Regions from separate parts of the Mus musculus genome. Here regions 1, 2, 3, 4 and 5 are each linked to region 6. The links are chromatin contacts, called in public HiChIP or PLAC-seq and promoter capture Hi-C maps. All regions are on one chromosome and are shown on one strand. The core of a region is the stretch at or near the end of the contact, and the rest is flanking DNA. Distances in the headings are between cores, read along the strand shown. Region 1 holds the start of Engase (endo-beta-N-acetylglucosaminidase). Region 2 holds the start of Lgals3bp (lectin, galactoside-binding, soluble, 3 binding protein). Region 3 holds the start of Usp36 (ubiquitin specific peptidase 36). Region 4 holds the start of Rptor (regulatory associated protein of MTOR, complex 1). Region 5 holds the start of C1qtnf1 (C1q and tumor necrosis factor related protein 1). Region 6 holds the start of Cbx8 (chromobox 8).

Region 1 (4,733 bases), core at 870-3,369, 560 kb before region 6:
AGGTCAGATAATCTGTGATTAGACCCTAGGTCTGCAACATTCCAAACTCTCAATAATCAAGGAAGTTCTAACCGGTTAACCAGCTTATAAAATGCAGCTTCTTTCCAGAAACTGTTGTTCATACATCATCTTAGATCCAGTCACTATCACAGACAGGATGTGCTGGGCTCAGTTAAGCACCTTTGCTCCCGGGAGAGCCTGCGTGAAGTGGTCCAGGTTGAAGCTGTGTCTACTCTATGGAAGATCCAGGAGGCTGCTTCTGTCCTACCATCCTGTACACTCTCACAGGCTCAGGTGGCAGCCACAATTCCAAGCATCAGAGCCTCTCCCGCGCCCGGCAGCCAGCAGGAAGCAAGGCAAGAGAAGTGCAGTGCTCGCTCAGAGCAACAGACTCTTGGCCTTCCACACTGGCCCTCAGTTTCCATGCTTCTCCTTCTTCTGGTCTTTGGAGCATTATGGGGACTGAGAGGGAAAGGGCGAGACAGTGTTAGGCTGTGTTATGGGATGCTGTCCTCTGGGCATGACACAACTATCGTCATCTAAATTGATCCCCCGCTCACGATACTTTCACAAGACTGGCCTATCATCATGCCCTTGTAGAAGGAGTGGGGAGTTGGGGGTCAGGTCATCAGACCCTAAACTGAGAATTCAACCAGTTCTTCTTTTCCACTCATGACCCTGTCCTAGATGCACAGGTCTTGGAGGGGGGGCACCTAGAGTACAGAGGCAGGGAGTTGGGAGGTGGAGGGACGATCTACACAGCTTTCAAGATAGTTGTGTTTGCTCCACAAGGCGTTATAGTAGATGACTGTGTTTGGGCTTGTGACCTGCTACCTTCTCTCTGTCGCAGCCCCACACAGAGCTTCCCTCCCCACCCTGGGTCAGTGGGAAGAGGTGTCCTGCCAACTGTGTCCCACAGATCAGAGTGTCCTGCTCCCCAGCGTCCCTTCCCTGGCCGACTGGCCAACAGGCAATGTAACCAGGGCCTATATTCAACCACCTTAGTCACCATCCCCACCCTTGGCGTTTATGGATGCTTGGGGCCTCATAAAGCTCAAAGCCTGTAAACAGTAATAAAGAGGCCCAGAGAACTTGGCTTGGGCAAGCTGCTGTGGGGCCAGAAGCTGCAAGCTGCAGAGGGGTATTGGGCTCAGGGAGGAGAAGCCATTTCCTCGTCTTCTGGCATTTCTGCTCACCGCTCTGAACACAGGACCATCAAGGTTACTGTGAATCTCTTCTGTGCCCAGGTACTGTGGGAGGTGCCCTCTGGCAGATGCAGCTTCCTGGACCCTGAATACTTGAGAGGATTTATTTCCTGCAGAACACAGGCTTAAGAGTAAGAAGAATGCATTCAGGGGAAAACTATCCATGCTCACCATGCTGACCACCCTACAGGACAGATGGAAACAGTCCCTCCAGGTCAGCAGCACTGCCCCCATCTCTCCACCTGCCTTTACTCCTAGGTTTCCCATCGTACCTGGCTATAGCATCCCATGGAGCCCTGCCTCAAGCTGGTTATAACACCTCTTTCTTTTGTTCATTAGTAAGAAAAGACAATCGTCAGCCTGTGTTGGTTATCCAATTCCAAACGGTCAGCCCTGAAAACATTTGCATACAAGTAACATTAAAGGGACCGAACAGGTTGTGTTTATATATACACACACGTAGATGACAAACATTAAAGAAGTAAAAATCATGAATTTGAGAGAGATTGGATGAGGTACACAGGAACTATTGGAGGGAGGAAAGGGAAGGGAAACATGTAATTATATTTTAATTTCTTAAAAAAAGCAGAATATTACAGGTGCCTGTAATATTAGATCCCATCCAGGAATCCAGGGATCCAAGGAGCCAGGGACCCAGGGAAGCTAGGCCACCAGTCTCTGTGGCCCAGTTCCAGGGCTCATTGCTAACGTGTACCGACTTGGTTGTCGCTGGCAGATTGTTTCATTCGTCTGGAAAGAAAACTTCGTGGCTAACTCTAAATAACACTTTTTTGGGTCTCAGAACCTTGGGCTCAGGATCCACGCAGCCCCGCCTTTCTCCTAGACCCCGCCCATCAGGTCCCGCCCCGTCTCTCCGGTTATTTAACTCAGGCTCTACACCCGCCGCTTGCAGAACGTGGACAGATCCTAGCCGGAACTCGGTGCGAGCCAACCGCGGCGCTGCACACTCACCATTGGCTGAGAGCTGCGGCAGGGGCAGGCCCAGGCTTGCGATTGGCTGTTGGAGCAGTGTCTGGAGGGCTTAGCGGTCGGCAGTCGCTGACAGTCATGGAGACCTCGTCGGTGCTGACCCGGGGAGCTGCAAGGCAGCGGAGCCCCGCGGCCCCGGAGAAGCAGGCGCGGGACCAGACGGAGCGGAGGCCGGGGCGGCGGAGGCAGGGGCGGAGGTGCGCACGGCTGGGCTGAGCTCCAGGTCTGGGCTTGGGGTGGCCATGCTGCCTGTCGTGCAGCGCGACACTGTCTGTCGCTTGCGGACAAACCTACGTCCCTCCATCCTTCTATCCCCGGTCGCAGACGGGCCACCCGAGCAAGTTAGCAGCTCCCTTGTTCCTAACCTATGACGGACCCTGTCCCAGCCCATCGGGATCTCGTTCTGGCAGTCTGGCGCCAAGGCTACTGCACCTTCCTTTGGCCCTATAGATTAGGCAATCCCGAACATGGATGGCTTTCTGTTCGTGTAATATTTGAACTGAATCTTTAGGGACGAGGACTGTACTAGGTGGATCAGAATGAGCAAAGGCACAAAGGCAAAGAAGTGGACAGACATACCCCCCTGGTCCAGGGTTGTAACCCCGTGGTCGGTGGGACACTGGGAAAGGTATCAGCACAAACTTGATGTGTCCTGCTTCGTTTTTAAACCCACAGCAGTGAGACAGATGGGCTATTCAGACTTTAGGATGGTTGCTGACCGACGGGAAAGGTATTTGTGGGTAGAAGCCATCCTAAGAGGTCCTTTTCCTTCTTACTGGAGGGACATTCAGGTGACAGGTGGGCATGGGCAGACGGGATGACTTTGAGTTCCTTTGGGTGCAGCTGAAGGATAAAGGAGTCAGCCAGGGGGGCGCCATCTGGAAGAGGAGTATTTGGTGGTGAGATTTCAAAGGCGGGTGTTTTGCATGGCCTGATGACACAGGCCTTTAATTCCAACTCCTTGATGGGGTGAGGCAAGAGGATCACAAGTTTGAGGCCCCAACCTGGTGTAGTGAGGCCACATCGCAAAAATTAAAATGGAAGGTCTTGAGAGAGATTCATGGCAGAGCACTTGCCTAGGATGTAGGAAGTTCTGGGTTTGAGCCCCTAGCACCACAAGAAAAAGATGACGTCTCCATTTTAGCCTGCTACTGTCTGGCCATCCCCGCAGTTCCAAAGGCTCCTCAGTTTACTTACAGAGGGACAGTGTGATTGATGGCAGAACCTGAGGAGGGAGCTCAAGTCATTCCTGATGGCCTCAGGCCCTGGGGGCTTTTAAGGATGCCAGCTTGGATAACTGTGTACCTAAATGGCTACTATAGTGTCACCTCACTACTCTTTAAAGGATACTTTGAAACATATTAACAAATGAACAGTTTCTGATTTTGCTGTACTCAGACTTTGCAACTTCATGAAGCCAATGTAGTTATTCCTTGTATTATTCAGTTGCTGAAGATGGGGGGGGGGAAGGGGGCGGTGATTTTGCTGGTACTCGAAGACCATATCCCTTGGCCAGAGAAGGCCTGTGGTTCTAGGAAGTGTTTAACTTGGGGGTTTCACCTGTTGGGTGGGGCTGTCATTGGCGTCTGTCCAAGCACGAGCAGGCCTTAGTTGCTAATAAAGAAGATGAACCCCAGATCCCCTTTTTCTGGTGCCGTGCATGCCTCTGGTGTGTATTTTATAAGCCATGTCCTGTGTTATTTAGCCATTTGCTTCCAGCAGTTATTTACCCTGTGGGTGCCTGCGAGTGTAGCTCACCTACCATGTGCAGAGCAGAGCCCTAGTTCAATCACCAGTATAAATGGGGGACTGTGGCAGAGCACCCCTCTAGTCCCAGCTCTTAGAAGGTGGTAGGACAGAGATCAGAAGTCAGTGTCACCCTTGACTACACAGTTCCAGATTGACCTGGGCTACATAAGACTTTGTGTCAAAAAACAAGAGCAAATCAATCTTTTAAAACCCACCCTTTGCCTAGGATCAACGAGGATCAAGAGGAGGAAGCAGTCTTTAGAGAGGTGGTCAGTTTCACCCCGGATCCTTTACCAGGTGAGGTGACCAAAGTCCCCACTCATGTCCCTTCCTGGCCATCGCAGTCCCCACTCCCCTCTCTGTCAGAGAGGAAGAGTATGTTCGAGTCCCCTGATTTCCATATTCCTAACGGTTCTCTCCGTGGACCAGCTAGATATTATGACAAGGATACTACCAGACCTATCAGCTTTTACCTGTCGACGCTGGAGGAGCTCCTGGCCTGGACCCCGCTCATGGAGGATGGCTTCAATGTAGCCCTGGAACCCCTGGTGTGTCGCCGGCCTCCACTCAGCAGCCCCAGGCCCCGGACCCTGCTGTGCCACGACATGATGGGTGGTTACCTGGAGGACAGGTGAGGCTCTGGTGCAGTGCTGGTCTTATTACTGGCCATCCCGGGATGGAAGAAGGTAGAGAGCAGTCCTAGAGCCCTGGACGGAGTTATGGAAGCAGGTCCCAGATGGGCCTCTGACAGCTCAGGGAGAGAAACTCAGTCCCAGGTTAACCTTCCTG
Region 2 (4,827 bases), core at 638-3,137, 640 kb before region 6:
ATCTTTAGCTGGCCTTATCTGTAAGTAGTAGCTAGCTGCCTTTGGGGTGTGCAGGGGACAAGATTTGCCAGTCTGTGAGGACATTGTAGATGAGGTTGGAACTCTCAAGGGGAAGTGACAGAGGCAGTGTAGAAGGGTCTGGGACTTCATGATGTGACCTGGGGATGTGGGTCAGGGTCAACCACCACGGTGCTGACACACAGGACTCAATACTTAGACTCTTGCCTGTATGTAGGATGTGCCCCACCCAGGCATTGTCCCTCAGGCCCTGCAAGGAGCGGGGCAACCCACAGAACAAAATGCAGCAGCCTCAATGGACTCTGGACTCGTTCTAGGCCCAGCAGGCAGCTTGGGACTGGTAGTGGATGGTGCTACAGAGCTCTGTCTCCTGGGCAGGAACTGGAAGCCACAAATTGTTACTCCGACCAGGGGCCCAGAGACAAGCAGTAGAGATATTTCAGGTCCAGTAGAAGCACCAGGATTGGCCCCTCCCCAGCCCTCTCCCACCGACCAACCCCCACCCCAGACATTCTGCACCAGAGCAGCACGAGCAAGCCCTCAGGGGGCCAGGGCACTTGTAGCCATCTTGGCAGGGGTGAAGAGATCCTAGGATAGGCTTTGGCTATCCGACTGCGGAAGCAACAGCAGAACTGGAACTCCCCGGGAGTCTCACGCTGAAAGGAGAAGGCTGTTGCCTGGTGATAGCCAGAGAGGAAGCCTGTCTCCAGGAAATAACAGCTCACTCTGGGATTTACAGCCCAGGCAAGCCAGTTAGCTATGTATACCTCTATGTAAACCTCATGTTAATATCCCCTAATAGACTCTGGGCCATTAATGGGGGAGGCCACTGGATTCCTCTTAGTGTGGCCACATTAAATAAATCTCCTTTTTCGGCTTTTCACTGTTATGTTTTTAATTGGACCATGGAGGATGGGTGGCTGAGTCTGGCTATCAGGGGAGCTTTCTGGGCATAAGCTCTGACCGTTGAGTCCTATAACACACTGATGGGTGGGACTTGGCCCTTAGTTCTGTGCACCCCACCCCCACCCCCCAACTGGTTCCCACCAGACTTCTGCATCTAGTCAAGCACAGACCCAGAACAATATACAACTCACAAAGTTCCCACATCCCTAATGAGAGCCGAAGCTAGAGAGCCAACTGACTCCAGATGACACAGCCAGTGAGCACAGGTTAGGGTCTGCCCAGGGGTGGCCTCCTTCTACCACAAGGACCCTGGTGGAGGTGGAGGGAGCCAGAGAGTCCCACATCCGTGTGGCAAGGCATTACCCCAGTTTTATCCCAAGAAGGCCTGGGCTCTGGGAAACCTGAGTCCCAGGCAAACTGCACTGGGTGCCCACTCCCTGCATTTACTATAAACTGTGGTCGTAGGTTTGTCCATGCTGGGTCAGGCGCTCTAGGCCTTGGGAACATTGCAGTGTATGTGGATGTTGCTGTCCACTGGATGACAGAGGCTGTTTCTGCCCTACTCCTTTGTGTGGGAAGATGGGACAAGCCTGCCTATGCTGGCTCATTCAGTACCACTGAGTAGGTAGGTTTAGTCCTGGGAGAGAATCTACAGACCCAGGAGGGGGCCGGGGATAAACTCTAACCCACTCACCCCTTCAGCTGTTCATTCAGTGGACATCCTGCCCAACTGTATTGGCTCCTGTGCTCTGGCCTGCCAGAAATCATGCTGTGTAGAGTGGAGACTCACCTGGGAGCAAGAGAGGGACTCAACTGTCCCTCAGGCAGCGAGGCAGTGGCTGAAGGCAGTCCTGGAGCCTCCTTCCTGGCTGCAACTGGAAGCCTTCTGTAGACTGTTCAGCAGAGAAAAGCTCCACCATGTGGCTTTCCTCAGCCTCGTCCCAGGAAATGCTTTGTAAACCTCACCTAGTTTCGATTTTCAGAAAACACATGACAGAGGCTGCTTCTGGGGTTGGCTGTCAGCAAGGCTAATAGCCTTCTGCTTGCTGCTCTGTGGGGCAGAGGGCAGGCACCCAAGCGCCCTGTGCTGAGCTGATATACTGAGCTGATGAAACAAATATAAGTCCAGGCTAGCCAGGCAGGCACCCTGTGGGGCAGCTTGGGGGATGGTTGGAGCAAATACATCTCCAGGCTGGCCAGGCAGGCATCCTGGCGAAGGAGAGTGGAAAGATACAGAAAGAGGGCCTAGGAGCAGCAGCTCGGGTCAGACCGTGTCTGTGAATGTGGATGTGGGCTGGACTATCCTTTCCTGGACCTGGGAATGCTGGCTGCCCTTAGCTTATGCACAAACCTACCATGCGCAGAGCGAAGGTATGTGGGCCACAGAGTGGTCCTGAGAGACAAGAATAGCGATATAAAGGCTAAAAGCAGAAAGCAGGGCTGGGGGCTAGAGTGGCTTGGTGGTTAAGAGCACCACCTGCTCTTATGGGAGGCCTGAGTTCAACTCCCAGCACCCATGTTGGTTGGCTCAGAATAGCCTGTAACTGGCTTCAGGGGCTCAGACTCTGTAGGCACCCACACCCAAGTGTGCTCATGCATGCACACATATAATTTTAAAAATTAAATCTTAAAAGGTTTCTACAATACCTTTTTTTTTAAAGTAGGGCTAATTGGGCATGGTGGAACACACCTTTAGCTGGAAGGCAGAGGCAGGTGGATCTTTGTGAGTTAGAAACTAGTCTGGTTTACATAGTGAGTCCTAGGTTAGTCAGGGCTACACAGAGAAAGCCTGCCTCAAAGGAAAAAAACAAAAACAGAAACAAAACCGAAACAAAATCCTAAAACAACAACAACAACAACAAAACTACCACCACCAAAACTGCTTCAGCGGGTAAAGGGACTTGCAGTAACCAATCCTGATGCTATGAATTTGACCCCTGGGACTCACTGTAAGAGAAAACTGACTCCTGTACGCTGTCTTGATCTACACAAGTGTACCGTGGCATGTATGTACATGCATGTAGACACACACAGTAAATAAATGTAAAAATATATATATATAATTCAAAGAGGCCTAGGGAGATGGCTCAGTAGTTATGAACACGTGCTGCTCTTGCAAAGGACCCAGGTTCCATTTGAAACACCCACATGGCTGTTCACAGTCACCCATAATGCCATTTCTAAAGGATATAATGCCCTCTCCTGATTTCCATGGTCACCAGGCACACACGTGGTACACATACATGCATGCAGACAAAAGTTCCAAACATGTAAGATACACTAAAATTACAAAGGCAAATTTCCCCAGACTTATGATGTTTAGACAGTGGCCTAATTCCCAGCAGCTCCCTGCAGCTCCCCTGGCACCAGCACTGTAAGGTTTCCTACCTCAAGACACCCAACTGTCCTCTTGAACACTATTCAAAAGGTCTGACACAAATGGCCCAGGAGGCAAAGCCAGGTGACTCAGAATTGGTATAAAATCACCCTGTTCCTTTTCAGGTGTATGGTTCAGGAATTCACCGGCTGGGTTTCTGTCCTTGGTGTCTACTTTTTTTTTTTTTTTTTACACCAGTTCTGGTCTGGCAAATCCTTTTATCCTGTGCCTTGAGTTCTTTGTCCTAGGTATGACAACAGAGAGGAAGGCTCCAAGGCCCTGGAGACCAAACCCAGGCAATAGCTGGTAAGCAGATACACTGGCTCCCATACACGCCTGACTTGGTAATGCAATCTCCCAACGGCCACAGTGACCGACTCTCTAGGATTCAGACCAGGCTCTGCCTGGCTTATACCTATTCCCCTTTCTCCACAAGAAACCCAGGTCTTGGTTTCTACTTGGGGAGTCCTCAGTCAGTGCAGCTCAACCTGGGCTGGCCATGAGAATTACCTGTGAAGACACCAATGCCCACATCAGCCTGTGGGAGGAGGGGCACTGGTATTTGAAAGCCCAAGGGAGTTCTGGGGTACAGTTCCTTTGGGATCAGCAAAAAGCTTGGAGCCCCAGAGCTCAGGGTTGGACACTCAAGGACTGCTTCCCTTGGACATGAAGTTTCCATTGGCTAAGGGGTCATGCAGTCCTAGGAAACCCTTGCTGAGAGCTACAGGCAGGGCTAGGACTGACTCTGCAGACATGCCCAAGCTTGTTGAACTGTGGCTTCTGTCACCGTTGGCTGAGAATGTGAAAGGGGGGATGGAGGTGTCCCCTGGAGACAAGAGCTGGGAGAAGAGTCAGTACCTGGACTGGCCGGTGGCTCCAGGAAACAGCAAGTCTCTGGTGCCTCCATCCTGGGTCAGCCCCTTTGTCAACCAGGGCCTGGGATCTGGCTTCCACTGGAGGACAGGAAGCCAGGTCACAGAGACAGGGCTATCACAGGGTGTGTAGTACACAGCAGGCCCATTGTCTATGGTTCTTATCATTCTTAATGCTGAGACCCTTTAATACAATTCTTCATGTGGTGGTGACTCTGGACCATAAAATTATTTCATTGCTACTTTTTAGCTATAATTCTGCTACTGTTATGAAGTACAATGCAAAAGTATCTGATCTGTAACCTCAAAGGATTAGAAACTGAGAACCACTGTTCTATGTCTACTCCAAAGCCAACAGATGGGTGGTTAATGGGCCCAGACATTGTGACACAGGGGGACTTCCCAAGAGGTCAGGCCCAGGGAACATTCAGATCCCTCGAGCTGCTCGGTGATGCATGTGACACATCTGAGACTTCTGAGGGGATGAAGGCGGGTGACCCTGCTTCCACTTCAGTCACACAGGACATGCATGACAGCCTGGCCATCCTGGTCCCCCCCCCCAAACTGCGCTTATCTTTAACCACAGGGGTCTGAGGGTCACAAGACCTCTTCAGGGTAATGTCCTGAAGATGTCAGGGCCACAGTGACCTATAG
Region 3 (4,514 bases), core at 556-3,055, 750 kb before region 6:
TTTTTCTTTTTCTTTTTTGGTTTTTCGAGACAGGGTTTCTCTGTGTAGCCCTGGCTGTCCTGGAACTCAGAAGTCCGCCTGCCTCTTCCTCCCGAGTGCTGGGATTAAAGGTGTGCACCACCACTCCCGGCTGGCCCCATCACTCCCGGCTGGCCCCAAAAAGTTAAGTGTTTTCCGTCCATTCAAACACACACAGATGCAAAGGATGGTACAATCAGCACAATGCCACCATCAAGGGCTTAAGACAACTGCCTGACCAATCTTGGTTCACCTCTTCATTCCCAGGTTGCCTTGCAGAATGCCTCAGAACTCCATCTAACCAACGCCCCCACCCCCAACAGAATGCAGATGGGAGGTGGCCTGGCTTCTGAAAATCCCCACCACACAAACATCATTTTCAAAACCACACATGCCTCCCTACGGGGAGGTGAGAACTTTGTCCTGGCCCAACATGGTTCAGGGATGAGCAAATGGGAACACTAACCCAAAGGCATTTGCCACAAGGGCCTTAGGACCAAGGCAGGCTACTCAGCCAAGATCATTTTTGAAGCTATAGCAGGAAAAAAGTGTCTATCATTCTACCTGGAAGATACGGCTATGTGATGTAGGAGCGAGAAAAATGTTCGTGTAGTTCCCAGCAAACCCTCTAACATGCACACGCAGCACGTGTGACTCTCAGGCCAACCGGGATGCTTCCTCGACCCAGGTCTCTCAAGGACTAGGATACTCTGCACGCCCAATTTACATATCTAATTCGGAACTCAAGCCTGGCTCCTCCCTTCTGACAGATGTCATTTAAACAAAGCATTTCCTTCAGCTCTTTAAGCTGTTTTCCAAGAAATACTCAAGTCAGATTCTCAGGGTCACTTACATGCTGGCGAAGACAGAGCTGGGGCCTCCAAGGCATCCCACCGCAGAGCATTCCAAGTCAGGGAACAGTTGAACTACATGCTCTTTGGCATCCTCAGGCATCCAAGGTGCCTCCCTGTCTTAGGATGCTATTCCACCATCTCCATCACCAAGGGTCACGCCACAGACGCAGGCAGGCTCGCGCGCGCACACACAATCACACACCATAAGCAATGGGCATTTTGGTTAGAATGCTATCCTGCTATTACATTTCGGTGTGGATCCGTGTTAAGGATCTGACCCTGCCCTAGTCTATAAAATGGACTACAGCTATACCTCCACCCTAAGATTTCCAGCTCCGGGAACCTTCAAAGGAAAACCCGCTCTGAGAGAACAACCGCGATCCCAGCGACCTCACGTTCCAGAAGCTCCCTGGGATGAAGACTGATGCAATTCCCTGGCTACGCTAGGGTTTACAGGCACCCCTCACATCACCTGTCCCTTCCTCGGAGTCCCTGGCATCCCTTGTTCCTCCAAGTCCCTCGCACCCCAACCTTCTCCAGTGTTGCCCTACGCCCCTCTCACGCCCTGTCCTTCCCGGCGATCCCTGTCCCTTGCGTCCGATGTTCTTTCTGCGTTCCCCGGTGCCCTCGCCGGCCACGCACGCACCTGTCAGCCTTCGCTGGAGTCCCCAAAACCCGCGGGTAGAACGCGCACCCTCCTCGTCCCAAGCCCCGCGGAAGCTCCTGCGCTCCGCCGCGCCCGACCTCGACCTCCTAGGCCTCTCGGGAACCCGCGGAAGGCCCGCGCAGCACCAGCGTCCGATCCGGGCCGGGCCAGCATGCGCACCATCCGGGCCTCCAGAGCCTCACACACGTGTCACCACGACGTTTAAAGGAGCCGCACTGCAATGTGCTCCCTGAGTCCGCGTGAAGGGCACGTTCGCCTTAAGAGGCGGAGCTAACGGCGACTTGTCTCCCTGGACCCTCCCTTCTCTGCTATTCGCGACGCACACGTCACCCCTCCGCCCCGCAGGCCTGCCAGTCTACGCGATGACGCAAGCGCGTAGAGCTAAAAGCTCCGGAAGCGTCCCGGAGTCCAGAGACCCTGCTGCGGCTTGGCGTGGTTCCCGCGGTGTACGCGAGTGGCGTCACTTCCGCTTGCGTGCCTGACATTGCCAGTGCGCAGGCCCAGTGTGCTGCGGCGAGGAGCTCAGGGCTCACGTTCAGTGCAAGCCACCGAGGCTTTGAAGATTCACCGTTCGTTAGTTCTTACCTGCAGGCGTCCTTTTGAAAAAAAACAAAAAAACAAAAAAAACCCTAGCAAGCCGGGCATGGAATGAGGCCCTGGGTTCCATCCATCACTGCATGAAACAGGCGCTGTGGCACAAGAAAGCAGTTTCTGCAACTCTGAGGAGTGGAGGGGGTGGGGGATGATCAGAACTTAAACGTCATCTCTGGGATCCTTGAGATGCTGGCTATAGCCACTCCACCGCTTAACTTAAGTGGCCAAGGCTGGAGGATCATTGGAGAATGTCTTCTGGACCACGTAGCAGAACCTTGTCTTTAAAAAAGGGGGTGGGAGTGGGGGCTGATGGGGTAGTAATGGCAAAGACCAAATCCTGTTAGCCTATACCAATGTCCCTTTTAGAGCTAGAAAGATGGCTCAGAGGTTAAGATGGCTTGTCGTTCTTTCCAAGGACTTCCCAGCACCCATACAGTGGTGGTTCAAAATCTCATGTAACTCTACATGTGGCAGACACATATGACCTAAATTAGAAAAAAAAAGTTCTCTTAGTTTTAAAAAGATTTTGAATTACATACGTATAGGGGAAGAATATCTGAGTGTAGGTGCCTGTGGAGGCCACTGGTGTCTCATCCTCTCTTAGAACTGGAATTACAGGCAGCTCTAAGTTGTGAGCTCCCAGTGTGAGGGCTGGGAACCAAACTCTGGTACTCTGTAAGAGAAGTAGGGGCTATTAACTATTGAGTTCCAGTCCCAGAATCCTCCCTCTTTATTTAGACCGACTTCTTTGTTCTCTGACCACTCTTTGTGTCTGGCTGGAGCTGGCTCTATAAACCCACTGTTCTAGGCTGGCTACAATGAATTACTGCTTTTGCTGTCCCGAGCCTGATACAGTTCCTGGGAAATTCACTGTTTTAGCACGCTTCCTGTGTGGGAGCTGGCACCTGGCATAAGACCTAGGTTTTTAATCCAGATGTTGTTCTAATTAGCCTGTTACTTTGCAAATTTCTCTTACTTGGAGGCTTGATCTGTGGGGACAAAAAAATAAAATAAAATTCAGAGTCAGTAGCTCAGTTGGCAGGTAATAAATTTAGTCCCCAGGCTGGGCGATAGTGGCACACACCTTTAATCCCACTCAGGAGGCAGAGGCAGGCAGATCTCTAAATTCAAGGCCAGCCTGGTCTACAGAGTGAGTTCCAGAGAGCCAAGGATACACAGAGAAGCCCTGTCTCAAAATAAATAAATAAATAAATAAATAAATAAATGCAATCCCCAGATGCCCCCCAACCCCCTAGTGCAGTGGTGTTATAGAAATGTAATCCCTTCTCAGTGAGAAATCACTCTGCACACTTCGAGATCTGTAAAGAACATACTTTTACATGCAACTGGATGTGGCCAATGCCCAGGGAAGAGCCAGCCTCAAACAGAAGAAGGTCTTATTAACTCATAGACAAGGTAGGCTTGTGCATTGTGCATACTTGACACTTGTAAATCTCTTTTAGGTCCAGATCCCAGATTACATATTGAATAATTTAAATAGAGATGGAAAACTTAACTCTGACCATTTGGGCAGATGGCAGATTCATTCAGCAAAGATATTGTAAGGATTCTTTCTTTCTTTTCTTCTTTCTTTCCTTCCTCCCTCCCTCCCTTCCTTCCTTTTGTTTTAGTTTTCTTGAGACTGGGTTTTCATATGTAGCCTTGGCTGTCCTGGTACTCATTCTGTAGCCCAGGCTGGCCCGGAACTCAGAGATCCACCTGCCTTAGCCTCCCCAGTGCGAGGATTAACGGTGTGCACCACTAGTACTTGGCTAGGATTATTTATTAAGTACATCACTGTTGTCTTTCAAATAGTTGTTACCAGCTTCATCTTGCCCACCTGGCAGAATTGTGCTTTTCCTAATAACCCAGGGAACTTAATGCTAGACCATGTCTTAGTGGCAGCTGTGACCCTGCACTGCCCCCTTGAGCTTCCTGATAAAAGCATGTTCTTTGGGGGTGGGTCTGATGACAGATCAATCCAGGTAAACGTTTACATCCTGGCTTAGTTGGTTTTGCTTATTTCTTAGTAAGCCAGGTTACACACTACTTATCTTTGGAATGTTTTGGAGGCAGCACAGGCTAGATTCTACACAATGCATCCGGAGCGAATCTATCAGTAAATCCTCTATAACATCAATTTGGTTACTTGCAGTTTCTTCTGCATGTGTAGTATACACTTGTAAAGAGGCAGGCAAGACCTCCAGTCACCAACTCTCATCTCGTCGTCCTTGAAGAATGGTGTGCGCAGACAGCCAAGGATACAAATGGGAGCCACTTCACTGTCAATCAGGATTAAAATAAATTAAAACAGATGGCCCACCTGCCACCACCAACAGTAATCGAGTATTGGGGGGAGGGGCAAGGACAGTTGCTTAAGG
Region 4 (4,368 bases), core at 1,205-3,704, 560 kb after region 6:
GTGAATACACATGTGTGTAGATACCCACAGTGGCCAGTAGAGGGTGTCAGATGCCCTGGAGGTGGAGTTACATATGTTTGTCTGATGAGCTAGGGGTCCAGTCACATTTTGTTCATTTTTATATAGGGTCACTCACAGGCTTGAAACTTGTAATTTGGATAGGCATGCCTGTTTGTGTATGTGTGTATAAATGTTTACATGTATGAATACAAGTGTCATAGCACATATGTGGAAGTCAGAGGACAACCTTGGCATTGGTCCTTGCCTTCCAGCTTGGTTCCAGGGTCTCTTGTTATTCCAGGGTCTCTTGTTATTCTTGTTCCAGGGTCTTTTTATACTAGGTTCACTGGCCTTCCAGTTTCTGGGAGCTCTCTGCAGCCTAAGGTTGGAGGGATCACCATGTGTGTATGGCACCAGTGGGCATCAGGACTACAAAGTAAAGTGTCAAGGGATACTTTGGGACAAGGTGGAAGCAGGAGGTGCTATGATTTCTTCTATAGATTCTAGAAATTCTAAAGCCCCTGCTGGTAGTGGTGGGGAGGGGCTGGTGGTAATGGGGACACTCGATTTTGGTGCACTGCTCTGAGACTAGGAGGATAATGGGCTCTGTGTGATACTGTAACCTCAGGAATTCTTGGGGGGTGATAACTAAACAGCAGGAAACACTTCCCACATGCTTGTGAGAGGGATCTGAGATTGCAGCCTGGACTCTCAGATGCTAGCAGGGTTGTGTTAGGGACTGTCACATTGTGTCCAACCCTGGATCTACTCTGAGGAACACATCTGCAGATTAACCCAGGCTTTAGTGGTAAGGCCTACAGTTAGTAGACTACATTGGAGTTGTGGGACCTGTTAGCATTCTGTCTAAATTCCACCCCACACTTACCTGGCAACAATCAGGTAGGCCTGACCCACTATAAAAGGGGCTGTTTATCCCTTTCATCCCTCTCTTACTCTTGCTTTTGATCTCTTGCTTCTCTCCTGCTCTTGCTCTCTCCTACCCCTCTCCCTTCCCTTCCCTCTCTCTCCATGTGCTCAAGGCCATGGCTCACCTCTACTTCTCTACTCTATCCTTCTCTCTCCCTTTCTCTGCCTCTACTACCCTCTTAACTCCCCTCCCCATGCCCTGAATAAACTCTACTCTATACATGTGGCTGGTCTCTCAGGGGGAAGGAATGCCTCAGCATGGGTCTACGGAGGAACCCCCTTTCCCCATTCCTCCCCCTCCCCCCATAGAACATATTTTTTCTGTCTTTATCTTTTTATAAACATACCAGGATCAGTCAGAGCTCACTCTCAGTGGTGGCTTGCAATGCCTTCACATCTTGTTTGTTTGTTTTTCAAGGCAGGATTTCTCTCTGTAGCTCTGGTTGTTCTGGAACTACTAGCTCTGTAGACCAGGCTGACCTCCAACTAACAGAGATCCTCCTGCCTCTGCCTCCAGAGTGCTGGGATTAAATACCAGGCCCAGCTTTCAACCCTTCTCTTAAAGTGGATTTTTTTTTTTTTTTAAAGAAAGGGTCTTATTTTGTAGCTTAGGCTGGCCTGGGCATCTTTACAAGCTAAATTTTTATCCTTTTAGTAATATTCTTTAATATTATCCAAACTTTATGGTTCAGGAACCTAAGACTGAGAAAATGCAGCTTGAAATTAGTAACATTGACTAACAGAGGCTCCCCTAACACCAAAGCTGAAGGTGGGCTCAGTTGTTGACTGAACTCTAGCTAAAGGTTAAGAGTGTTTCACTAACCGGGGCGGTGGTGGCCAGCCTGGTCTACAAAGTGAGTTCCAGGACAGTCAGGGCTATACAGAGAAACCCTGACTTGAAAAACCAAAAAAAAAAAAAAAAAAAAAAAAAACAAAAAAAAACCAAAAAACAAAAAAACAAAAAACCAAAAACCAAAAAAAACCAAAAAGTGTCTCACTCGCACCCTGGTTACGAAAGGCTGGCACCTCGTTACATTTACTTTATATTTCCATTGCACCAAAGCAGTTCTCAGAGTGTGTCAATATCTGAGATTTACTGAACTGAACCAGAGAAGTCAACAGCAGGGAGGCTTGCTTCTGTGGGCAGCTTTAGACGTTTGCACATGAAACTGTAGCAAAATAAGAATATACTGTTCAGGAAATAAAGTATATCAGACAAAAAATTCGTAATCGATGAAATCGGTCTCTTTTAAAAGTGGAAATATCAAAAGAAAGTCCCGATAGTCTTATGTGTCTAATATCAATGGTCTTTTCTGAGGCTTTTTAAAAATACCACCTTTTAAAATCATGACGAAACCAAGTGGTTTCTTTCTTTAATATCAAGGCACGAAGCTTTGTTTGTAGTAGCAAAAAGCTTTTAAAAATAACTGAACGGACATAGTTTCAATCGCAAATGGTCTATTTTACTAGTGGAGATCAACTAAGGAGAAAAGACGTGGTAACCTCGGTAACGGCGTGGGGGAAGGGAGGACGGAACACCGAGCTCTACGCCCTAGCAGGGGTAGAGCGGTGAGAACGCTCGAAGAGGTTTGGCTTATTGGACGCGCCGTAGATAGCGGTGCATGCTGGGCCTTGGCAATATGGCGTCCTCCTTGATGTGCTGATGAGAGGAGTTTTCACTGTGGCTCCAGAGCAGAGGGCAAAACTCCCCTGACCTAATAAGCCCAGTGTCCCTGTGCTGTCCGCGGGCCCGTGTCGCGTGTGTATCGGGACTCGTTCCTGGGTAGGAGAGAGCCACGAAGCAGAAGGCCAGCACGGGCCTGGCCGCGCGGCCCGGTGGCTGAGGAGCCCGGCTGCGGACGGGCACGATGGGCCGGTCCTGGCTCAGGTTGCAGCCCCTCAGGCGAGTGCGGGACCCGCAGGGCTGAGAGCCGCTGGGCGAGCCCCGAAGCCCCCCGATCCCGATCCCTTGAGGCCTCAGCCGGGCCAGCACAGTCGGAGAAGCCGCCCTGCGAGCGGGCCGGCCTGCCCGCCGGGAGCCACTGAGGCGTTGGAGGCCGAGAGCCGGGTCATCGCCGGGCCTGAAGTCTCTCCCGCCTCCGCCAGTCCCGCTTGCCGCCCTCCTGACGGCCTGCAGAGCTGCGGGGGCCGGCGACCGGGCGCGCGTGTCGCCGCTCGTCCGGGTCCTGCGGGCTTGGGTACCCACGGGCTCGCCACCCACCCCGCCCCCTCCAACTTCGCGCTCAGAGTTCGAGATAAAGATCTCCGAGGTTTAGCCTCAATAAGGATCTTCGAACGCTCTGCCGCCGTCTCTATTCCCAGCTTCCCGTTTTCCCGTATTTTATTTTACCAGTTCTGGTCCACACTAGTTTTTAAGGCTGGAGGTTCTCGAGCGCCTGCTGCCAAGGACTCCCCCTCCCCCTCCTCCCCTGATGGAGTCGGAGATGCTGCAGTCGCCTCTTATGGGACTCGGGGAGGAAGATGAGGCGGACCTTACAGATTGGAACTTGCCTTTGGCTTTTATGAAGAAAAGACATTGTGAGAAAATCGAAGGCTCCAAATCTTTAGCGCAGAGCTGGAGAATGAAGGATCGGGTGAGTGGCTTCTCATGGCACCTTTTTGAGTTCGTAGTTTTCCAACTAAGAAAGTTCTGAGCAAGGACAGCCTTTTTAGAAGGATGCGGGTATTTCGAAGACACATGTTGCACTAAAATCCAAAAAGCTATTCCAGACTCGGGTTTTGGCTAGTCTCTTCTCACCGAGTAGCGTTAAAAACGAGTTTTAATTCAGAGGGGGGAAAAACACCAAATTAGGAACTATAGTTTCACAGATACTTATATGCCCTTTACTACACTTAGTAGCACTTAGAGAAAAGACAACTTGGGAAATAATAGTTAACGTGCTTAGTCTATTTTTGTAGTCTGCTTTTTTTCAAATAACCAGGTTGCCTGAAGTTCAGATGTCTGATAAAGTGTGTTGGAAAACAAGATGACTTGAAATGTTTAGCCAATAACAAATTCAGGCAAAGTTATTTTAAGGTTGCAGCAGGTTTCATCCCAGTCCTTTGAACATCTTGTCTGTGAGGCTGACTCCCTGTGTATGTGACTTGTGGTCACTGTAACCTGGAGATAAAATTTCCTCAGTGGAAATTAGGGAGCATGGGGTATGATGGATTGGAACCTGGGTTCAGTTTTTTGGCCGTTCTTCTGATCGTGGAGTGTCATGAGATGTTGGTAGCAAAGAAAACAGCCAGCTGTAGTGCTGTTAGTTCCTGGTCTAACAAAAGGGGAGTACTGTGTCTTGTCTGTGCACACCCATATTGTGTGTATGTGTGTTTACTGTCTCTTGTCTGTGTATACCCATAGTGTGTGTATGTGTGTTTAGTTGTTTTCTCCTCCTGGGCTTCTTTCATTTGTGTGAACTTTTCAGTATAAAAGAGGAA
Region 5 (4,773 bases), core at 1,514-4,013, 610 kb before region 6:
TTGGCCTCAAACTCACAGGGTTCCATCTATCTCTGCCTCTTAAGGGCTGGAATTGAATGCATGTACCAGCATACCTGGTTAATACATGCAACTGCAAAAGGAAACCAGAAACTAAAAACAGAAGCGAGCTAACCAAACCCCACCCCAAATCTCCCAAATACAAAACAACCTGAAGTCTTGGTCTCCCCGAGTTTGACATAAACTTAATAGTACAATGTGACTTGAACTGTCCTGAAACCACATGACCTTCATGTATTGCCCTGAAGAATGGTCAGGGCTGCTCCAGGTCCCCTGCATTAGCCGCTTTCTGGGAAATCTCCATCTCACTCTGGTTCATCTGGCCCAGTTGATTCCAGATTAGAGACACCGAGTCCAGCTTGGCTTTGTCCATGAGGCACCAATCCTGTGAGTTTGGAAACCAGTTGGGTGGATGCAGAACTTCCTGTTGGAATGAGCCAGCTGCGGAGTTGACCATCATCTGGTGAATCTCTAAACCTTTCTTCTGCTTTTGACCCCCAGGTTGGCATCTCAGAATTACATTAGAGAGTGCTGCTTTCCCAACCTCCATCCTAAATCCATCTTGGGTGTGTGTGTCCCTCTCCTGAGTCACATGCCCAACTGTATGAATCCTGCTGTACTGCTCTGAGCCAGGTTTTCACTAAGCTGAGTCTTCTGGGTGGGACCATGATAAAAAGCAATGCTGCATTCTCTCCTCACAAGATTTCCAAGACTCTTTGTTGACCCTGCAGCAGCCCTGGACAGGGGGTGTGGGGTTAAGGGTCCCTCTTGCTTCTGCTGCCTGCTCTCCCTGGCATCTCTACTGTGAAAGATGTTGGGGACAGAGAGACAAGGGACAGGCTGGGTCCATGTGCTGGGTGGGAAGCGGCATGTCACTTACAGGAATGAGGGGAATCTTGTCTTTGCCTTTTCCTATATAGATAACCAAGGATGCAATTTGCTCAGTCTTAGATATTTGCCAAGCAACAGGAACTCTCCTCAGGGCTGCTAGGTTGGGGCTGGCCACATCTCTGGTGGAACACATCTATGTATTCTTGAAGGCGTCCTTAAGTGCTCCGCCGGGTACCAGAGGGCCAGCAATGTCTTTCCTTCTCATGAGTTGGCACTTGGATTTGGAATTTCTGGAGAAGCCTGTGGGAATTCACAGACTTCTGCCTGACGTCAAATCCTCCCTCTTCTCCTTCCATCCTGGGCCATTCTGGGATTTGACGTCTGCCTTTCTATGCCCAGCCTTGGGAGGAGATGATGGGGGCACTGGCTTGCACCCCTTCTCTTCCCCTTTCGATTCTGTTGGCCCTTCTTTATGCTGGCACAGCAAAGAGTAGAAAAGTGCAGCCTGTTTGTTTTGCCTGGGCTATCCCAAACCAGCATCTCCTGCCTAGAGAGAGGAGGGAGGAAAGGAGGGGTGGGAGGGGGAGGAAGGGTGGGGAGGGGAGGCAGAGAGGGGAAGGAAAGAGGGAGGGAGAAAAAGAGGAGAGAGGAAGGGGTAAAGGGAGAAAAATGGAGAGAGGGAGAGAAGGGGAAGGGAGAAGGGGGGGAGATGGGGGGAGAGAAAGAGGGAGGAGGGAGAAAGGGGGAGAGGGAGGAGAAAAGAAAGGGGAGAGGAAGAGGGGGAGAAGGGGGGAGAGAGGGGGAGAGGGAGGGGGAGGGAGAAGGCGCTCTCAGAGTCTGATGTCACCAGGGTAGTTTCATATCTCAGTTCAGATCCTCTCTCTTTTAGAGTTGTAATAAGATCCCAGAGCAAGCTTTCTGACTCAGTGTTTGGGGATGGAGGCTAGGAGGGACTGATCTGTAGAAGCCTGGGACATGATCCCCACAGGAGGAGACTCACGAGGGCATGTGTGTAAGATTAAGGAATGTCCAGAGCAGAGTGCTGGCCCAGCACCACACTCCAGGGCTTCACTGGAGGACCTGGACCCTCCAGATGCTGCCTGCCCACCTTTGCCTCATAGGGTTCTCTAGACTCTTAGCAACTGAGTGATCCCCTTCCAATACATACTTGCATGAACACACAACCTGCCATTTTGCTACAAAGGAATCATGGATACCAAATTTACCCTCGGTCCCTGGAGTACAAGTAGCCCTGATGGCAAGGGTCTCAGATGGGACCACTGCTGGGACTCACACACCTAAATCAATGCTCCTACCACCAATTGAGATTCTCTGCCTTTTTGCAGGTCTCTGTCCTGCATGGAATATCCTCGTCCTGGGCTCACAGCCACCTTCACATCTGGAAAGACCTCTAGATAAACAGAAGCGTCCACCTCCATCCCCTTCTAGCCTGTGCCAGCTCCCTGGGGCGTCCAGAAGTAGGGACAGCCAGTCAGCCAGCCAGCCAGCCGGGCACACACACAGTTAATTCTTGGCGGCTGCTGTTTGGATAGAAAGCACTAGGAGCGGTCTAGGCTCCTCCACAACTCACATCTGGCTGGGGTTGGCGCTTTGTATTGGTCCCTCTTTCTTCCTCTCTTCCTCTACTTCTGAGAGAAACCACGTTTCCGTTTCTGGCCAAAGAGACCTTGGAGGCAGCTGAGGAGATAAAGGTGTTGGGACTGCTGTGCCTTGCACCTCCCCCTTTCCTCCTCCTTAAGTGTTTCCCCCTGGGGGACTTTTTTCTCCCTCGGGCTCTCTCTCTCTCTCTCTCTCTCTCTCTCTCTCTCTCTCTCTCTCTCTCTCTCTCTCTCTCTCTCTCTCTCTCCCTCCCTCCCTCTCTCTCTCTCTGCTTTGACACGTCTGTGCTTCCCCTCCTGACCTAGCCTAGAAGGCTCAGCCCCTGGGAGATGCTCTAAGAGACGCCTCCCCGAGAGCCCTGAGAGGCTGGAGGATTTCATTGCACAGCCGGCTCAGCTGGAAGGAGGTAGGTGGCTTGGACAGACCGGGAAGGACTCCCATGCCTCTGAGCTCCGTCTTCGTGGCTTCATCTGGGTGCCCAGGCGTGACTGAGTAGACGCTTTCTCTGGAGTGAGATGTGATGTGGACTTACAGCAAAGGGGCAGACAGAGCAGGGCAGAAGTTTTGGGGACAGCATTGAGTTATTCTTGCTAATTCCCCCTGCACAGATTGGCTGTGCAGAGAGGCAGCTTGTTGGGGCTCCCTGGAGCGTGCAGGGGGCGGGCTCTTTAGCGGGTAGGATGCTGACAGGACCAACTATGCATTCTTCCACTGTTTTGTGGGGTGTCTCTCTTTTACCCGGATGCTCTTTAGAGGGTGTGGAAGGAGAAAGAGCAGCTCTGTTCCCAGCTTGTGCCACCCCATGCCTGTCCGTATCACCTGGGACAGCTAGGATCAGGTCTGTCCCATCTGTCAGTGGTCAGCTGGAACCCCAACACTGAACAGGAAGTGTGGACTCTGGCCCCTTCTTCTAACAGCCTCGCTGTTCCTGGAGGACATCCAGTTTGGGCAGGAAAAAACAAATATCCCTTCTCCTTGGACCTTCCTGGGAAGGAAAAAAGCTGCCTATGGTGCTAAGAGTAGCCCTGAGCTAGGGCTGGCTGCAGACTCTAAGATGCCCCAGGACCTTTGTTCAGCCTGTGTCCACCTAGACTCACAAGTCTGGGCATCTCTGTGGGTGAAGATGTAACTTACAGGTTAACCTGAGTCCCACCCCATCTATTCATGCACCCACCCAGGCTGCTCCCTGCCCTGGAGAGCCTCCTCCCATCCAGCTACTCCTGGCTCCACCCTTGTCTCTGGGAAGGGTGAGAGGGAGCTGCCTCTCCGACTCCTTCTGTTCCTGTGACCTGTTTCTTGGAATGGAGACCACAGAACATGATTCTTCAGCTTTGACAACAGGGTTCGGCATGTGGATCAGACGCAGGGTGTGTAGTGCCTAGCGTGTGAAAGGTCAGGGGTTGCTTCTCCAGTACTGGAAACAGCCACAACCAAATACCAACTTTAATTTTCACGGAATATGTTGGCTCAAGACTGTGAGGCAGAAAGGCTGCGGCTAGCCTGAGCCTAGCCTGAGCCATCCTGAGCCAGACAGCATGGTCTGACAGAGACCATGAGTGAGATGCAGTTTCAAAGTAACCAAAGGAAAATAGAGTGAGATGCAGTTTCAAAGTAACCAAAGGAAAATAGAGTGAGATGCAGTTTCAAAGTAACCAAATGAAAAGGAAAACAACAATGAAAAAAAAAAAAAAAGGAAAAACTGAGAAATGTCATTGGGATCCCCCTGGGAGTGAGTGACGTCCTTAGAAACTGCCGACTCTGCTTTTTATAGTGCAACAACTGTGTGCTGCCTGCACAGGAGTGTGAGAGGAGTTGTGTATTCTCTACCAGGCCCCTCCAGTGCTCACTGGAGAGGAGGGAAACCTGCAGAGGGAACCAGAGGGCTGAGAACAAGGGAACCTCGGTGCCCCCTGTGTCTCACAGCTCTGCCTAAGGACCTACCTGGCCCAGGCCCTGCAGCCTACCAGGAAGCATCCCAGCTAAATAGTGTCTTCCCTCCCCGGGGCTCAACTTGGATTCTCTGCCCAGGCAGGAGACACCAAGCTTTTGAACTGTCCCATCTTATTTCCTAGAAACTCACACTCCCTGCTTGCCCCCCACTGCGGAGAACTCAAAATAGATGTTCTGAGGTTCATGGATAGCCAGGAGCCCCTCCCCCTGGGAGGAGGCAGGCCCTACCGGCTGTCCTGTCCTGGAGGGTGAAGGCAGTGACTGCTCATTCCTGGCTGTAACCTCCCTATTCAGAGCAACCAGCACAGCATTAATTTTTTTCTGAACACACTCCTTTCTGTTATTCTTCCCGGT
Region 6 (4,675 bases), core at 1,235-3,734:
AAAGAACTTCAAGAGTTGAAATATATATATTTAGATATTTTTCTCTTAAATAACATATTTACATCTAATAGAAAATAGAACTCTAGAGATAATTTTCCAGCCAGAACTGAGGACGGAGGAATGAAAGGGAAGAGGGGTGTGAAGAAGGACAGGACCAGCCAGAGGCCACAGTCACCCAGAAATAAAAAGCACTAAGCCATTTGAGCTCACTCTCCCCTGCACTGGTCCTGGGCTCCCACCCCGGCAATTCATCTTTTTTCCTTAAAGAATCCTTGGTCCGTGTTGCTCTCCTTAATGGTGACGGTCAAAAAGTTTGAGGTCACATCTGTAACGACCACTTTCTCCAGGTTAGTCAGAGAGGGGCTCCAGGACTCTTCCTCTGGGTCCCCCAGGATCCTGGCCACTGGGATCCTGGCGATGAGGGAGGGCCTTCCCCCTTGCGCCCCCATGTCCCGATACAGGCTTCCCACTGAGGCTGGGGTGCCTGAACTATGTCGAACCCTGGCACCACCAGGGTCCAGGGCACCTTGGCCTTTGGCCTCCAGGAAAGCAGCCCTGTGCTTTATTACCCTGGCTGGAAAGGTGTCCACAGCCAACTTGCTCGAGGCCTCTGCTGAGCTAGGACTGGTCACACCATATTGCACCAGGTCTGAGTCCTGCCTTCGAGCAAGCTGGATCACACTGTGGCCAGCTGGGAACTTTCCTGTCCCAGAAGAGGTCTCATCCAGCTTCCTGCCTTTCAGGTACTCTCCAAGGCCGGCACTGGGCTCTCCCAAAGGTCTCTGTGAAGGGTCCAGGGGCTCCTTCCTGGGTTTCGGTCCTCGTTTCTTGGAGCTGTCCCCCGGTGAGCTGGGCTTGTCGTCTACACGGCTGGTACCCCTGTCCCTCTCTCGGTCCCGGTCCCGAGGTGGGTCTGCCCTGCAGGTACTGGTGCTGCTCCCTGGTGGGGGTAGCCCCGTGTTCCGCAGGCCCTCTCGGGCCCTGGAAGTAGACGCCAAATCCTGGGGTGAGCGGCCTGGGTAAGGGATCCGGATGCCTCTGGTAGAGTCACTTCTGAATTCATAGGTTTTGGCCTTTGCCTTGGCCTGGGCCTGCAGAAGGAAGTTGTTGTGAGGAGAAAAAAGCCCCGCCCCCGCCCACCCCACCCCCCCACGACCTCTAGCCTTGACTGCCCAACTTTCCCTGGATGCCTGGGAAATTCTAATTGAGTGGGGAGGTGGGCTCTTAGTAATAGTCTGGGGGAGGGGAATGAGGGTTTGTCTGGAAGAAGCCATTTGCAACCAACAGACTCCTTGTGTAACAGAGGTCTACTTGGGATGGCTGGAGGGGGGGTGGGAATGAAGGCCTTCTGGTGCAGCTAAGTCCTGCCTCTAGAACTCCGTGATGGGGCCTCTGACAGAAGTCCAGATTACAAATACACACAAGGCAAGGGCACCCATTGATTTACAAGCCCTGCAGATCCTCCCTGAACGGCACACTCCACCTCTGGAGATCGCAACATACCTTGAGAAGGAAGGTTTTAGGCTTGGGTCCTCGCTTTTTGGGGCCATAGAGCTCCATCTCCCGTTCCCTAAAGAAAGAAAAGAGAGAGAAGGGGGTGTGTCCTGGCTGCACCGAAGTCAGCGTGTATGGGTTCTAGTGAGTGGCTAGGCTAAGGGTCTGTACCTTTCCTCAAAGGCTGCAAGGAGGCGAGCATCCAGAATATTTTCTTCGGGCTCCCACGTGCTGTACCTAAAGGAAACCAGGAAGAATGGAGCATCAGTCCCTGGAGCAGGAGAGAGAGGACAGAGTGGAGGGCGTGTATGTGTGTGCAACTTTTCCGGCTGCCTTGTGTTGTATTTCAATGTGAAGGGGAAAAGAGGAAGAAAGAACCCTCCTCGATATCAGTGTGGGGTAGCGATTGCATATAACCTACTTACTTCTGCGACCAGCCCTTCCATTTCACGAGATATTCCATGCGTCCCTGCAGATGCAAAAGGGAAAATGCTTGTGTATGTGTGTGCGTGGGGAGAAATGCATGACGAGGACACAAGAAATACACACGAAAATGCATGCACCAAATGAATGCTCCAAACACTACCGCCAAAGGAACCAGTCCACTGCAGCACCCCTGCAGAAACGCTGCACAAAGTGCATGCACCGGCATTCATCCCCCACCCCACCCCCCATCCATGCAATCTGTGCAGGGCTGCAAGTCTAAGGAGAGCGCTGGGGCTGAGCCGCCGCCGCCGCCGCCACGGCCGCGGCCGCTGCTGGGACCTGGGGGAAGGGAGGCTGGGCTGCAGCAAGGGGAGGGAGCCTGGGCCCTGGTGAGGGAGAGTTCGCGTCGCCGCCCGCCTTCCCCTTCACCTACTTTGCGAATGCGCCGCTTCAGGAGGGCTTCGGCCGCGAACACCCGCTCCCCCACCGCCGAGAGCTCCATGTTGACTCGCCGCTTCCCCCCTCAGCCGCTTCCAGGAGCAGAAAAGCAGCAGCCAGCCCTCGACAGCCCATAATACTCTCCCGCTGACGTCAGTTCTCCTCCCTCCCCCGCGCACTCTCCCTCCCTCCACCCCCTCCCAGCGCTTCCTCCCGCCCCACGTGTTGCTAACGACGTTGCTAAAGCCAAGCGTCCTGGGCCCGTTCTGCGGGCGCTGATTGGACTAGCGCCCGGCCACGCCCCTCTCCCCGTCTCCCCTGCGTTGCTACGTGACCCGCGTTCCAATAGCCAGGAGGCGGGGTCTCTGTCCACTCCAGAGACCCAGAGGGAGGGGGAGCGAGCCGTCAGCGGAAGTGACGCCAAGCGGGGCGGGCCCGGCTGCTGTCAGTCTGCACGGCTGGACAGGGGGGCCGCTGCCCTAGGCTCCCGCCCCTGGCCCCCCTGCCTGATTGCCCAGCGTTTCCCCGGGTGCGTGGCTTGCCCCGCCGAGCTATTAGGGCTCCCTGCGTAGGTGCCAGCCAGGCGCTGCCCCTCTGCAGACCCAGGCCCTCCCCACCTGCCCATGCCCTAGCTGGCGCCATCCTGGTCGCCAGCCGCCGTTGATGCACAATGCACAGGTGCTGGGGCGCATCGAGCCGCGCCCGAACCCCCGGACCTACGTCGCTTGCGCCGAACCTACTAATTCCCTGACCCCTCCCTTGCGGCCGCGCACCCTGGGTCTCCATGGCAACGCCCCCTCCTCCCTTCTTCACCAGTCCCATCCAGCTAACAAATCAATGAGCCTGCTCTTGGTCTCCAGTCGCATAGCGCTGCCCGCGTCCACCCTCCGGGTCCTGCGAGCTGGCGTGGGCGCTTCTCCGGGCTCAGAAGCCCAAAGCAGACTGGCACAAGCCAGTGTTTACCGCCTGAATCCATCCTGAAGCGAGACCCTGCAGGAGGGGTCGCGAGCCTCCTCTTCCCACCCTCATTGTCCCCAAGTCTCAGCTGCCCTGCCCCAGCCTCTATTCCTGACCCAGCCTGCAGTTTCCGTCCAATCCACTCCTCAGTCCTGAGAGAAGTCAACCCTGACCACATCTGTCCCGGCCTGGGTGGGTTTAAGGAGCCTATGACCATCGAGGCAGAGCCTAGAGCCTGGCTAGCTCTGGAGGCGCCGCGGCTCTGCTCCAGACCTGGGTGCAGAGCTAGTGCACTTTCTGTCTCGGGCTCTTCTAGACGACGTAAGCGTAAGCGGGGGATTCCCGACAAACATCAGTATGGACTTTGAGGGGTGTGGCGGTATCTAGTGCGGCCTGGAAGAGACACCCCCACCCCCACCCCCGACGCGAAGATGGCAAGTCCCAGGTAGGGGACGAGGGTCGCGCAGAGATGCCTCAGTCCCTTTTACACACCTGAGTACACTCAATGACCTTTTGCTCCTAGGCTCTCTTTCCTCCCCTCGTGGTAACCCCTGTTGAGGCGCGGGGGGGGGGGGGGTTCAACAGCAGCTATCCCCACATTGCCCTTTTACTACCCAAGCTCCAGATCACAGAGCCCGACCTCGGAACACACAATTTATTTAAATCGCGATATCAACTTGGCTGAAAAAAGTTTCCCTTGGCCAAGAAGAGGCTGGGAAAAGGGGAGAGAGAAAAAGAAAAAACGACGAAGCCCGGAAAACAGCGAGCTAAGGAGTCTGTTTCGAAAGGCAGGAAGCCCAGAGCGCAAAGCTGGCCTCGGGTCCAAGGCGCTACACACTGCACGCGCCAGTGCTGGCCTTGGGGCTAGCTCCGAGTTGGGCCCGCTGCGCCGGTACTCCCCAGGCCTCCTCTTGCATCAACAGTCGCAGGTTCCAGTTTTTGGCTTCACTCCTAGACATAGTAAGGTGTGCTCCAGGTGAGGAGTCCTCTCGGTTCTCAACGAACAGCGGATCCAGGATGCCCACATCGCCCCGGCGACCTTCGCCCGCCGCCTTCAAGAGACCGCCGACGGCTGGGTCCTTAATCATAAAAAGTCATTCCTGGTAACAAATAGTTTCGTCGGCCGGTGCCAGCGATACAGCTGTTTCTGTTTAAGCTTAAATACTTTCCAACAGTTTGGGCAGTAAAAATAAAGTCGGTCTCAGCCGCCTATAAGTGTCTGGTTTCCCCGCCCAGAGAAAGCCCACCCTAGCCCTCCGCCCGGGTCGCTCTAGTTGCTCCGCCTGCCCGCGCTTGGAATCTGTTGCCCGCCGCGGGCGTTGGCTGTCGGGCCACCCGGAGCTTAGCGGGGGCCGCGGCT

Evidence for each region. Promoter capture Hi-C pulls out the DNA fragments that hold promoters and counts their contacts. HiChIP or PLAC-seq counts read pairs in DNA pulled down with a chosen protein or histone mark.
Region 1: a contact with region 6 is called in an H3K4me3 HiChIP or PLAC-seq map of embryonic stem cells, with 4 times the contacts expected there. The contact joins the promoter of Engase here to the promoter of Cbx8 in region 6. A contact is called at or near these places in 3 of 115 datasets of contacts at active chromatin or transcription factors (embryonic stem cells and forebrain).
Region 2: a contact with region 6 is called in a FOXA1 HiChIP or PLAC-seq map of pancreatic cancer cells. The contact joins the promoter of Lgals3bp here to the promoter of Cbx8 in region 6. A contact is called at or near these places in 4 of 39 promoter capture datasets (the 3T3-L1 cell line, 3T3-L1-derived adipocytes, liver and 1 more) and 4 of 115 datasets of contacts at active chromatin or transcription factors (embryonic forebrain, forebrain, neural tube and 1 more).
Region 3: a promoter capture Hi-C map of neural stem cells shows a contact between it and region 6. The contact joins the promoter of Usp36 here to the promoter of Cbx8 in region 6. A contact is called at or near these places in 1 of 39 promoter capture datasets (neural stem cells) and 2 of 115 datasets of contacts at active chromatin or transcription factors (differentiating embryonic stem cells and pancreatic cancer cells).
Region 4: a contact with region 6 is called in an HNF4G HiChIP or PLAC-seq map of pancreatic cancer cells. The contact joins the promoter of Rptor here to the promoter of Cbx8 in region 6. A contact is called at or near these places in 1 of 39 promoter capture datasets (pre-B cells) and 1 of 115 datasets of contacts at active chromatin or transcription factors (pancreatic cancer cells).
Region 5: an HNF4G HiChIP or PLAC-seq map of pancreatic cancer cells shows a contact between it and region 6, with 5 times the contacts expected there. The contact joins the promoter of C1qtnf1 here to the promoter of Cbx8 in region 6. A contact is called at or near these places in 5 of 39 promoter capture datasets (the 3T3-L1 cell line, 3T3-L1-derived adipocytes, hippocampal neurons and 2 more), 2 of 484 Hi-C or Micro-C datasets (both in cortical neurons) and 7 of 115 datasets of contacts at active chromatin or transcription factors (astrocytes, embryonic basal ganglia, embryonic forebrain and 4 more).

Annotation. Positions count from the first base shown.
Region 1 is chr11:118,474,713-118,479,445 of GRCm38.p6, forward strand. Engase (endo-beta-N-acetylglucosaminidase) reads left to right here and starts at 2,120. Exons shown (of 14, transcript NM_172573.3): 1 at 2,120-2,392; 2 at 4,171-4,241; 3 at 4,374-4,575. The coding sequence starts at 2,274.
Region 2 is chr11:118,400,072-118,404,898 of GRCm38.p6, forward strand. Lgals3bp (lectin, galactoside-binding, soluble, 3 binding protein) reads right to left here and starts at 1,888. Exons shown (of 6, transcript NM_011150.3): 1 at 1,715-1,888.
Region 3 is chr11:118,288,439-118,292,952 of GRCm38.p6, forward strand. It overlaps Usp36 (ubiquitin specific peptidase 36), which reads right to left and starts at 1,806. Exons shown (of 21, transcript NM_001033528.1): 1 at 1,519-1,806.
Region 4 is chr11:119,600,451-119,604,818 of GRCm38.p6, forward strand. Rptor (regulatory associated protein of MTOR, complex 1) reads left to right here and starts at 2,455. Exons shown (of 34, transcript NM_028898.3): 1 at 2,455-3,521. The coding sequence starts at 3,360.
Region 5 is chr11:118,425,694-118,430,466 of GRCm38.p6, forward strand. C1qtnf1 (C1q and tumor necrosis factor related protein 1) reads left to right here and starts at 2,764. Exons shown (of 4, transcript NM_001204129.1): 1 at 2,764-2,875. It overlaps Gm35598 (a long non-coding RNA gene), which reads right to left and starts at 2,668. Exons shown (of 3, transcript XR_880340.2): 1 at 2,441-2,668.
Region 6 is chr11:119,038,429-119,043,103 of GRCm38.p6, forward strand. It overlaps Cbx8 (chromobox 8), which reads right to left and starts at 2,485. Exons shown (of 5, transcript NM_013926.1): 1 at 2,354-2,485; 2 at 1,920-1,963; 3 at 1,666-1,731; 4 at 1,504-1,570; 5 at 8-1,091. The coding sequence starts at 2,422. The coding sequence ends at 249.